Linked DNA regions of Bombyx mori: region 1 is linked to region 2. A link is a contact called in public Hi-C data. All regions are on one chromosome and are shown on one strand. The core of a region is the stretch at or near the end of the contact, and the rest is flanking DNA. Distances in the headings are between cores, read along the strand shown.

What was found. A called contact is a pair of places that touch in the nucleus more often than the background predicts.
Region 1: a contact with region 2 is called in a Hi-C map of posterior silk gland, with 2.9 times the contacts expected there. The contact joins two enhancer-like sites. A contact is called at or near these places in 4 of 7 Hi-C or Micro-C datasets (middle silk gland, midgut, posterior silk gland and 1 more).

Annotation. Positions count from the first base shown.
Region 1 is chr23:16,246,184-16,251,135 of ASM3026992v2, forward strand. LOC101736417 (glycogen [starch] synthase) reads left to right here. Exons shown (of 18, transcript XM_004930682.2): 18 at 1-1,812. Among protein-coding and RNA genes, the nearest start is that of Mir3258, 6.5 kb to the left of the region's middle. Within about 2 kb of position 2,643, at least 8 of the 8 cell types and tissues checked have open chromatin away from gene starts, as enhancers often do.
Region 2 is chr23:16,157,434-16,163,235 of ASM3026992v2, forward strand. LOC101736017 (zinc finger protein 394) reads right to left here. Exons shown (of 3, transcript XM_004930679.5): 3 at 3,908-5,802. Among protein-coding and RNA genes, the nearest start is that of LOC101736017, 12 kb to the right of the region's middle. Within about 2 kb of position 3,373, at least 8 of the 8 cell types and tissues checked have open chromatin away from gene starts, as enhancers often do.

The sequences.
Region 1 (4,952 bases), core at 1,393-3,892, 88 kb after region 2:
GAGACTCCTTGACTCTGCTTCTGTTCGTACGAGCGTCGGTTAATTGCAGAAGACGCCGCCAGGACACGAAACTATTATCCTTGTTTTTTTTTTTAAAATCATAGACAAACAAGATGTATGTGTTTTAGGCTGTATACAGATCGTTCCCTGTGCCGATATACTAGTAATTTGAATTAAAAAAAACAATATAAGTTTCCTGATTATTGTTGTTTCGAATAAACCGTCACGGTCGCGCGAGGGCGTTGACCCCGCGCGTCAGTTCATTACTAATTGTGATACATTGCGTGTATTTAAAACGCATCGATGGAAAGGAACTTGCAAGTAATCGACACTCGTACAGTTATTTATATACATATTATGTAATCAGGTTTAGTGTAAGTTAATTTTTTTAATTAAATTTTTATACAATATATAAGAATTCCTTTTTTATCATTACGTGTTAATAAAATGAGACGTGCCATTAAATAAATATATTTATCGAATTGAGAGACTCTTCATTTTATGAAGTCGGTTAAAAAAAATGGACGTCATGTGACGTCATGTACACTATTTATACGGAATTGTATTCACGTGTCATGAACTATATACATATATATAATATATATGTGCTTTTATATATGAGACCGTCAGCGCAAAAGTGGCCCAAGCTTACCATAGTTAGTAGGCAAAAAAAATACGCGCTAAAATGATGTTTACAAAGGCATGTGTTATCTATGGATGAAACTTGGGACAGGAAAATTTATTATGTTTTAAATAAATTGCAATACATAAGCACGAATATGAATTGTGGGCTCATGGTATTCATATTTAAATATATGCTCAATTTATGATCAACGTTCTTACTAATTTATAGTAAGATGATTTCGATAAGTTTATAATTCTAGTTCGCTATTAAATTTTTTATTAAATTTCTAAAGGATTTATTATCACGCGATGTATGGACATAGTTGAAGCACAAATGAAATAAAATAATTTATTTTAAATTTATTTGTAAGTAATGATTACACGTTGCGCATTGTACTGGCGGACGCACGTTCGTCGGAGGCGAATAATGTGCATCTGTTATGATGCGGACAATGTGCTCGCCATAATAAAACCCCTGGTTTATTCGTGTAATACTGGTTGTTTTTACTGGGGGTAGGACCTCTTGTAAGTCCGCGCGGGTAGGTACCACCACCCCGCCTATTTCTGCCGTGAAGCAGTAATGCGTTACGGTTCGAACGGTGGGGCAGCCGTTGTAACTATACTGAGACCTTAGAACTTATATCTCAAGGTGGGTGGCAACATTTACGTTGTAGATGTCTATGGGCTCCCAAAAAAACTTGGATACAAGAACAAAATTTGCTCATAATTACTCATTAATGATCTCTTCAAATCAGATATTAAAGCGCGGTTTCCTTTACCTCGACTCAACCGAGGAAACGCCTTGAGGAATCCCTGTTTTCACACTGTGCAATTAGCGGTTATTTCGACGCCGCTTGAAAACGTTTTAAATATTAATTATAAGTGAAAATAAACTTAGTTTTAGAGGTGATTAAAAAAAAAGTTAAACAAAATCATATTCCTCGAGTGTGAGTTTATTTAACCGATTCCTCAACTCAACCGAGGATTAATTTCGAGTAATGCAATCGCGTGTTGAGTGGAATCGGAGTTTGAGGTAATGAGTCGTCTGGGCGTCTCAGAGTGCCAACACCTATACAAGCACTGGATTGCACACGTCTCAAGCTAGCAATAGATCAGTGCCATACAGTTGGATCTTAGCTGTAAATAAATATTAAGTTTTTTAATAAAATGTTTTATTTTCATATTTAACTCTTGTGTTTTATTTCAAACTAGCTGAGTTCCGCGATGTTACCCATGGTTATTGTCGTACCGCAGGTGACGCCGCGGGGCGAAGCTAGTCTAGAAAAACTAGCCTAAGTTACTCCTTATATCATCAGCTACCTATCAGTGAAAGTCCCGTCAAAATCGGTCCCGCCGTTCCAGACGGGATTGGTTCTATTATTACCTTAAGCGCTTGGTATAGATGGTGTGAACACTTGCGCTTGGTGTTCAAATAACATCTCCAGCTGAAACCTCCATATTTGAAACCGACATAAAATATATTTATTGATGAGTAGCAGTAGTATCCAGTAGCTCAGCTGCGCTTAGCATAATAAAATTTAAGCGCTGTCGGCCGTTGAATACTAAAACATATTTGAAAACGACATCTATTGATGAAGTAGTAGAAGTAATATCCAGTAGCTCAGCACAATAAAATTTGAGCGCCATCTGTCGTCGAATACCAAAACATATTTGAAAACGACATCTATTGATTAGTAGTGAAGTATCCAGTAGCTCAGCGCAATAAAGATTAAGCGCCATCTGTCGTCGAATACCAAAACATATTTGAAAACATCTATTGATCAGTAGTGAAGTATTCAATAGCTCAGCACAATAAAGATTAAGCGCCATCTGTCGTCGAATACCAAAACATATTTGAAAACGACATCTATTGATTAGTAGTGAAGTACCCAGTAGCTCAGCACAATAAAGATTAAGCGCCATCTGTCGTCGAATATCAAAACATATTTGAAAATGACATCTATTGATGAATGCTTGAAGTATTGACCCAGTAGCTCCACCTAGTTCTATAAAAACTCACTTAATAGTATAAAAATTGAGAAATAGATGGCCGTATGAGACGGTACCTAATTTATTAAGCCGTGAAACAAAGCCTACTATTTTAATAATTGATAAATTATTTTTTATTGTTATATGCATATGGTTTATCGTAAACAATAGCATGTTCGGAGTTATTGTTATGTTTCTAATAACAATTTCATTGTAATAGATCGTTTATCTAGTTAAACAACAGTATACTCGTAATTTCTGTGTACTGAAAATTAAAATTTTCCACTGTACCCAATGAATTGGATTTTAAATACTTAAGTAGTACAATGCTTGAATTAATACGGAAGCATCTAGATGAAGTCTTCTATGAATCTAGTTGCTTTTAGGGATTACAAAGTTGAAATGTGATTTTCTTTTTTGAGGTTGGAAATCGCGCGACCTCCGCGTCAAGGGCAGTAGGCGGATGTCATATTGAAGTTGAATACAGTAAAACCTGCTTCCGAGCCCCCGTTGAGACGGACCTTAGCCGAGACAACCGTGTAACCTTTGTATCTCAACTGCAGTGGTGTAGCGGGGGGCGGTTGGGGGTTTGGGGGTCAAGAAGGGGCATCATGTCCCTCGCGCTACTCACAAAGGGGCGCCAAATGGTTCACAAAACAAAAAATTGCTGGATAATTTTTATTTTCATTATAATTGTTTTCTGGAAAATATTACGCTAAAAAGGTATTGTCTCCCGGGCGTGAGTTAAGATCGCTACGTCACTGCTCAACGATTCGGTGTTCCACAACCTTTGTCAATATCATTACCGGGCTTACTTAACTCCGTAATTCGGCAGTCAATGCAACTTCAGTACAGCGTGAGTCGGTTGCATTCATTTCTAAGTACGTCTTTAAGATTTGAAGTCGTCGTGGCCTAAAGGATAAGACGTCCGGTGCATTTGTATATAGCGATGCAACGGTGTTCGACTTCCGCTGGCGGGTACCAATTTTTCTAATGAAATACGTATTTAACAATTGTTCACGATTGACTTCCACGGTGAAGGAATAACATCGTGTAATAAAAATTAAACCCGCAAAATTATAATTTGCGTAATTGCTGGTGGGAGGACCTCTTGTGAATCCGCACGGGTAGGTACTACCGCCCCGCCTATTTCTACCGTGAAGCAGTAATGCGTTTCGGTTCGAAGGGTGGGGCAGCCGTGGTAACTATACTGAGACCTTAGAACTTATATCTCAAGGTGTGTGGCGCATTTACGTTGTAGATGTCTATGGGTTTCAGTAACCACTTAACTCCAGGTGGGCTGTGAGCTCGTCCACACATCTAGGCAATAAAAACAAAAGTAACTTGATTATTTTTTTCTATATTCGTTTAGCGTATGAAACAATATTTTTTTTTTATATATCAACATTATGTTTTTTACAAAATCTATTTGGTGTTAAGGATCGAAGGCTTGTGACTGGCGCTCATTGTGATGGTAATTTGTCTGCTTTAAGCTCCCTATACCGTAGATTAGGGGAAATAGGGACACTTTCAAATTCCAACACAAATTTTCAGCGGTTTTCTTAGGGCAATACCAATTTGTTGTGGCTGTGCTGTGTGCTGAAAGCCTTCCCTAAGCTTTTAACTAAGAATTCCCGAGGCGTCCACTAGAACGAGGAGACAGATCTTTAACGATCACGACCGAAATACAACTTTCTGGGCTTGAATACACGACCCATTTTTGCTTGAATTATAGTAATGATCTATGATTGACTATTCCTTTTATTGACAAATGCACATTGATATTGTTTACGTATGATTGGAGCATAGAGGGTATTGTATTGTTTGGAAGCTTTTATTTACTAAGGTGTCTTTCTACATCCTTTGGTAAAGGTGTATCCAAAAGAACTGAAATACAAGAAAAGCGAGCATACTCCAGAGCCGCATGGTGCGAGACAGACATTTCTCTATAGTGGGATTCTGGTAAAAAAAATATTCATTTATTTATTTAATTTTCTTCACATTTTGCATTCATATTACATTCAACGGTAGGCAGCGGCTTGTCTCTGCCCCTTGCGTTGCTGAAGTCCATGGGCGACGGTAATTACTCACCATCAGGTGGGGCGTATGCTCATTTGCCTACAATGGCAATAAAAAAAAACATTAATAATAACGTTTTATATAGAATACCAAAATCAAATAATAAATACGATTGTGGTCGGCACTAAAATATATTTTTTTATGATTTAAATATTACTGGTGGCCCGGAGGTATTTCCAATCTCCAAAGGACAGGTGGGCGAGCAAAGCTCAGCCAGGAGGGGTGGGATTTGCTAACAGCTGCCCGAGCGCCTCCGAAGG
Region 2 (5,802 bases), core at 2,123-4,622:
TTTTCCCGATGGATACCGTATTCGCTCTGTGAAGAGCAAAAAGCGGCTCGCGTTATTGGTGCGTCAGAACTCTCGAAAGATTCCACGCAGGATCCTCAAATGCTGTATACAACATTGTATCAGGTGACGAATCCTGGATATACGCTTACGAACCCGAAACAAAAAACCAGTCACGAGTTTGGGTGTTCGAAAATGAGTTAAAGCCAACAAAAATTGTTCGTTCACGGAGTGTTGCAAAAAAAATGGTGGCCACGTTTGTCTCCAAAATCGGCCATGTTACGACTATTCCTCTTAAGGAACAAAGAACGGTTAATGCAGAATGGTATGCTAGCATTTGTTTGCCACAGGTCGTTTCTGAACTCCGTAAAGAGAACTGCAACCGCCGCATCATCCTCCATCACGACAATGCGAGTTCTCACACCGCGCACAGAACAAAAGAGTTTTTAGAGCAAGAAAACATAAAATTATTAGACCATCCGCCGTACAGCCCCGACCTAAGCCCTAATGATTTCTATACTTTCCCTAAATAAAGAATAAATTGCGTGGACAGAGATTTTCATCACCTGAAGAAGCTACAAAACGGCCATTTTGGAGACCCCAACTTCCGAATGGAATGGTTGCTTCAATGATTGGTTCCATCGTATGGAAAAATGTGTTAAATTTCGCGGAAAATACTTTGAAAAGCAATAAATACATTTTTAAATACTAATGTTGTGTCACTTCGTTAATTCCCGAAATTTTCAGTGCCGCCTATGGATGAGTAATTCCCTAAAAATACGTTGTCTGCGTAGACTCCACAGATATTATTGACATTTGACATCAGGGCCCTGAAACTGCGATACTTGACAAAATATATTTTTTTGTATGGAAACTAGCGGCATCTTGTAACGACTGCCCCTAATCTTATATGTTAAACACAGAAAATAAAAAAATTATAAATCATAGAAGTCTTTAATTGTTATAGATAAATTGGTTAAATTTTATCAATTTGTGGTTTCTGAAAATTTACAAAATTGTTCGCTAAGAATAAAATATAGAATAGTTAATATGTACTACTATCTACAGGAGCAATGAGAAACTAATCGAAGTGAAGCCATCTAGTGGCCGAAGCCCCTAAACATTTTTTTGAGTGCTTGAGTTGCTTATCTATAACTAATGTATTATCTATGTTTGACATGGCATTGGCAACGAGAGGTTATAGTGGTAATAACTGAAAGTTTTTCGGTTTTTCTTGTTCTAAAGCCTCCACTAACGAGTTATAAATTTCACGCGAACCGCAAAATCATCGAAGCAACAATACAATTGAACGAAATTAATTTGTAAGTTTATACATTTGTTCTTGTTTGTGAATGATTGACGTGGCCGCGGGCGCGCTTGTTATAACAGGAGCAGGTAATTGACCGCCGGTCGGTAGCGAACAGTGATTGGCGCGAACGTATTTTGTATTTTTGTATTTTTGCTGTTTCCTGTTCCGTCAGAACGATTAATTGAATGTTTCGAAAATTTGAAAATTGAATTTCGCGCGTTTTTTTTTGTTCCCTGTCCGAGTTTTGAGTTTGAAAAACGTTGAGTAGGTACGCTTTTTTTTTTTGTAATATGACTTCGTTTATATATGTGACGGTAAATGTACACTCTTGGGAAATGTACACTTTTACCGGTAAATGTGCAACATTTGCCAAAAGTTATATACTTATAAATACAAAAGGCTTTAATAACGAAAATGATTTTAATAAAAAAATACACTGTATTGTTGCGTATGGCTGTGGTGTCTACGTGTGACGGTGACTACGGTGGCACCGATCGTGTGTTTCATGAGGCGACAGGACGGCAAGGTTATTTGAGCGTAAGTGGCGTAGTGGTCATCGGAGCCAAACACTTTTTTACTGGTAGTAGGATCTTTTGTGAGTCCGGACGGGTAGGTACCACCACCCTGCCTAATTCTGCCGTGAAGCAGTAATGCGTTTCGGTTTGAAGGGTGGGGCAGCCGTTGTAACTATACTGAGAACTTAGAACACATCTCTCAAGGTGGGTGGCGGCGTTTACGTAAAGCTGTAAATGTCTATGGGCTCCGGTAAGCAATTAATAACAGGTGGCCTGTAAGCTCGTCCACACCTTTAAGCAATATAAAAAAACATCGCAAGGTTTGCCGCCACTGTGTCAAAAGTCCTAGTGAAGTTAGAAAGGCCTCCACCAGACTTCCCTCCTTCCCAAAAATAAGCCATCTTGAAACTAGAGGTCTAAGTCGCATCTGTACAATAGAACGGACCTGTCCTGGTGAAACTGGAAAGGCATCCGGGCTACCAGTAATTCTTTAATCATAAAAAACAGAACAGCTATGAAACTAGAACTCATGACTGATCCGTGCTTATACTACGTATTCTTTTTATTTATTGCTCTTGTAGACAGACGAGCACACGGCCCACCTGATGGTCAGGGACGTCTTAAACTAGGCTGGGGCCCATTGGGCACACAAGAATTTGAGGCCCTTTTGGAAAGTAAAAAAAGGGAATTATAATAACATTTTTTTACTGAGTATGACCATTTATTATAGGTAATCAAATACAGTATGATATAATAATATTATTTATATTAGAATGCTGCTTGTTTTTTGGTTACGATTACGATAATGGTTTCTTTCGGGATTTCTGTTGAGCAAAATATTCCATTATATCTTTAAAGTCAATTTTTTGAAGGATATCACTTTCTATGCCCATAATTGACAAATTACTCAGCCGTTCTTGTAACAATGTTGTTCGCAATTCATTTTTTATTCTCTTAAGCTGCGAAAATGACCGCTCTCGACTACAATTGGTAACCAAATTCTTCGGGGCCCCCTGAGAATGGGGGCCCTGGGACGAGCCCCGTGTGCCCTTATGGTAAAGACGGTATTGCTGATGGTGAGTGGTTACCGTTGCCCATGGACTTCAGCAATGCCAGGGGACAAGCCAAGCCGCTGCCTACCGTTAAGTAGGTACTCTAGACAAACCTCGTTTGAAGAAGGATATGTCATAGCGCTCAAAGCATCTGCAAAAGAGATATTTATAAAGATCATTTAATTTTGTAGCCTTTTATGTCCCCTACCTATTCGCTGGTAGCTTGAGAGGCTATTCCAGCTACGCTTGAACGGGGTTTGTAGCCCGACTCATTAAACTGTTGAATAAAATTACCCCTAGCTCTGTGAATAAACATATTTGATGTCCTGCGACTAGCAACTGCTATCACTTCGCATCGTGCGGTCCGCATTCATTGCTAGTAGTTCAAATGCGTTGTTCTTAGTGGCCATACTCAAGGTAATTTATGTGTAATAACTATGCTCTAGGTGTGACACGAAGCCTCCGACAAACTAGCGGCCTCTAGTGTCGAATAGTACGGAATTCTCTAACTTTCCTTTCATTCCGATAAGTCGTATAAATATTTCGCGTAGTTGCGTCCAAAACTCCTAGATGGCGCCAAATTCAATTGTTCTTTAAAATCGGAACACTAGCGTCATCTTTTGATGCGTATATGCAGTCTATTGAAGATCAACAGTACATTTGAAGAACACTACTAGATGGCACTAAATTTAATAAAATTAATGACGACCTTTTTAAAATGTTTTAACATATATTTGTATTTTTTAACAAGGTGGAATTGGTCTTTTCTCTATGGACATTTATATAAACTATTCATTAATTTTAATATTACAACGGTTTACAATCACCTGTATTATTTGGGATATTTAAAAAAAACCTCTTACCTCTTAACCTCATTATGGTAATGATCGGTGATCCCGTACAAAATCAATATTTCTAAGATATGCTACTTCATAAACTACTCCGCTATGCGTCTTAGGATACAGCGGCTATTATATTCAGTCTTCTTCAAAACAACTTTACATATTAACGATAAAAAGAATAAAAGAGAAATACACTTTGGTAAGCATTTAATCGACAGTAAAAAATAAAAAGATTTAGAAAAATCATCAGGCTAAAAAAATCCCAAATTAAATACATACACTTGAAAAATTGTGATGAATTTATTAGATTACACGAAGTACACAATTGTTGGTAACGCACAAAACAGTCACAGCCCTTAATTCTATTTCAAATTCATAAAAATATAACATGGCAGCTTGTACAATATTTAGTGTTTAGACGATTTCACTTTAACGTTTTTGGCGGGAAAGTGAACAGTTTTTTCATGTGAATTTTATTAGTAAATTTGGTTTTTCTTTAAGATTCAATGCGTAATTTATGGGGATAATTAACTGATGCTTTATTTAAAATATGTTTTATTTTTATTGATTGTAACATGGGATGATTCAAATTGTTCATCATTTCATATATGCCGCTCTCGATTTCACGTAGAGGTTAAGCAAAGCTTCTCCGGTGACGAAAGAGACATTTTAAGTCTAAAAATGCAAAAGTGAGTCCGGTTGCTATATTAATATTTAATGCTAGTGCACATAACTATAAATTTTAATTTGCTTATGTTGAATTTCATCGTATATTTATTTAAATTATACGCAAAAATAGTACCTAGTTGAAGTTTTATTAATGCATCGGACACTGTATTCTGGCTTGTCATTCGGTTTTAAACATGGCGCGAAAAAAAAGAATTTTTTTTTGTCAGTGTATAATTATTGTTGCAAATATTTTATGGAATTGTTCTATTTTTATCTTAAACTTTGTATTTGAGATGTATAATTTTAAAAGTACGACGAAGTTCGGGATTCACTTTACGAAACTTTTGAGTGCCTACGAGTATTCTGTTTTTTTTTTAGTTGTACAAGCGCCATATTGCTAAAATATTTTTTTCGTTTTTTTAGAGGAACAAATGAGAGCTTATTTTATTTATTTACTTACAATTGAGTCGACTATTATCAAAGGCGGCAATCTGACTTTTGGACAATGATTGGTAAATCAGAAAAACGAATTATTGACTTTGTATTCCATTGGCAGTCACAAAACTCTTCGGAACGACATCTTAGATAAATAACAGGTTAACTATTAACCTTTATTTAATGCAGGTTTTGAACCGTATTCTTTGAAGGAGACGATTATATTCAAATAAATCTGTATTGACATATCAATAAATTTTTTTTGTCCAAATGCACAGATTGCCACCTTTGATAATAGACGACTCAATTAACTTATTTATAAGTATCACAACATTCACCGGTGACATGTTAAAATAATAATGTCGACGCCTTAGTTTTTGTTTTGCAAAAAATCTCAAAATTGTGACATTTGGAAATTGGTTCTTTTTTTTTCAATTTCCTTTTTGTTATTGAGAATGTTCTTAATTAAAACTAATATTAAGGCGGGAAAGTGTTGATATTCATTAGACATTTATTTACTTAGCTTTTATTTAAATTTAGAAATCAATTTAATCGTATCGATGCAAATACTATTGCATTATTATTTTAACGAGCAAAATTCGGATCTCATTAGAAAAAAATAAAATACATAAAGTAATATTAATCACGGAATCGTTTCAAAATTACGTTTCACAAATAATATCGACTTGAGCCGTGATTATTGAAATTAATATACATACTTAGCTAGGGGTTAGAGGTTATTTGGTTTAAGCGACATTTATTTTTCTAATTAAAGGTGCGGTTTTTTTTATTTATTGCTTAGATTGGTGGACGACCTCACAGCCGACCTGGTGTTAAGTGATTACTGGAGCCCATCGACATCTACAACGTAAATACGCGAACCACCTTGAGATATAAGGTCTAAGGTCTCAGTACAGTTATAACGGCTGCCCCGCCCTTCAAACCGAAACGCATTATTTCTTCACGGCAGAATAGGCGGGATG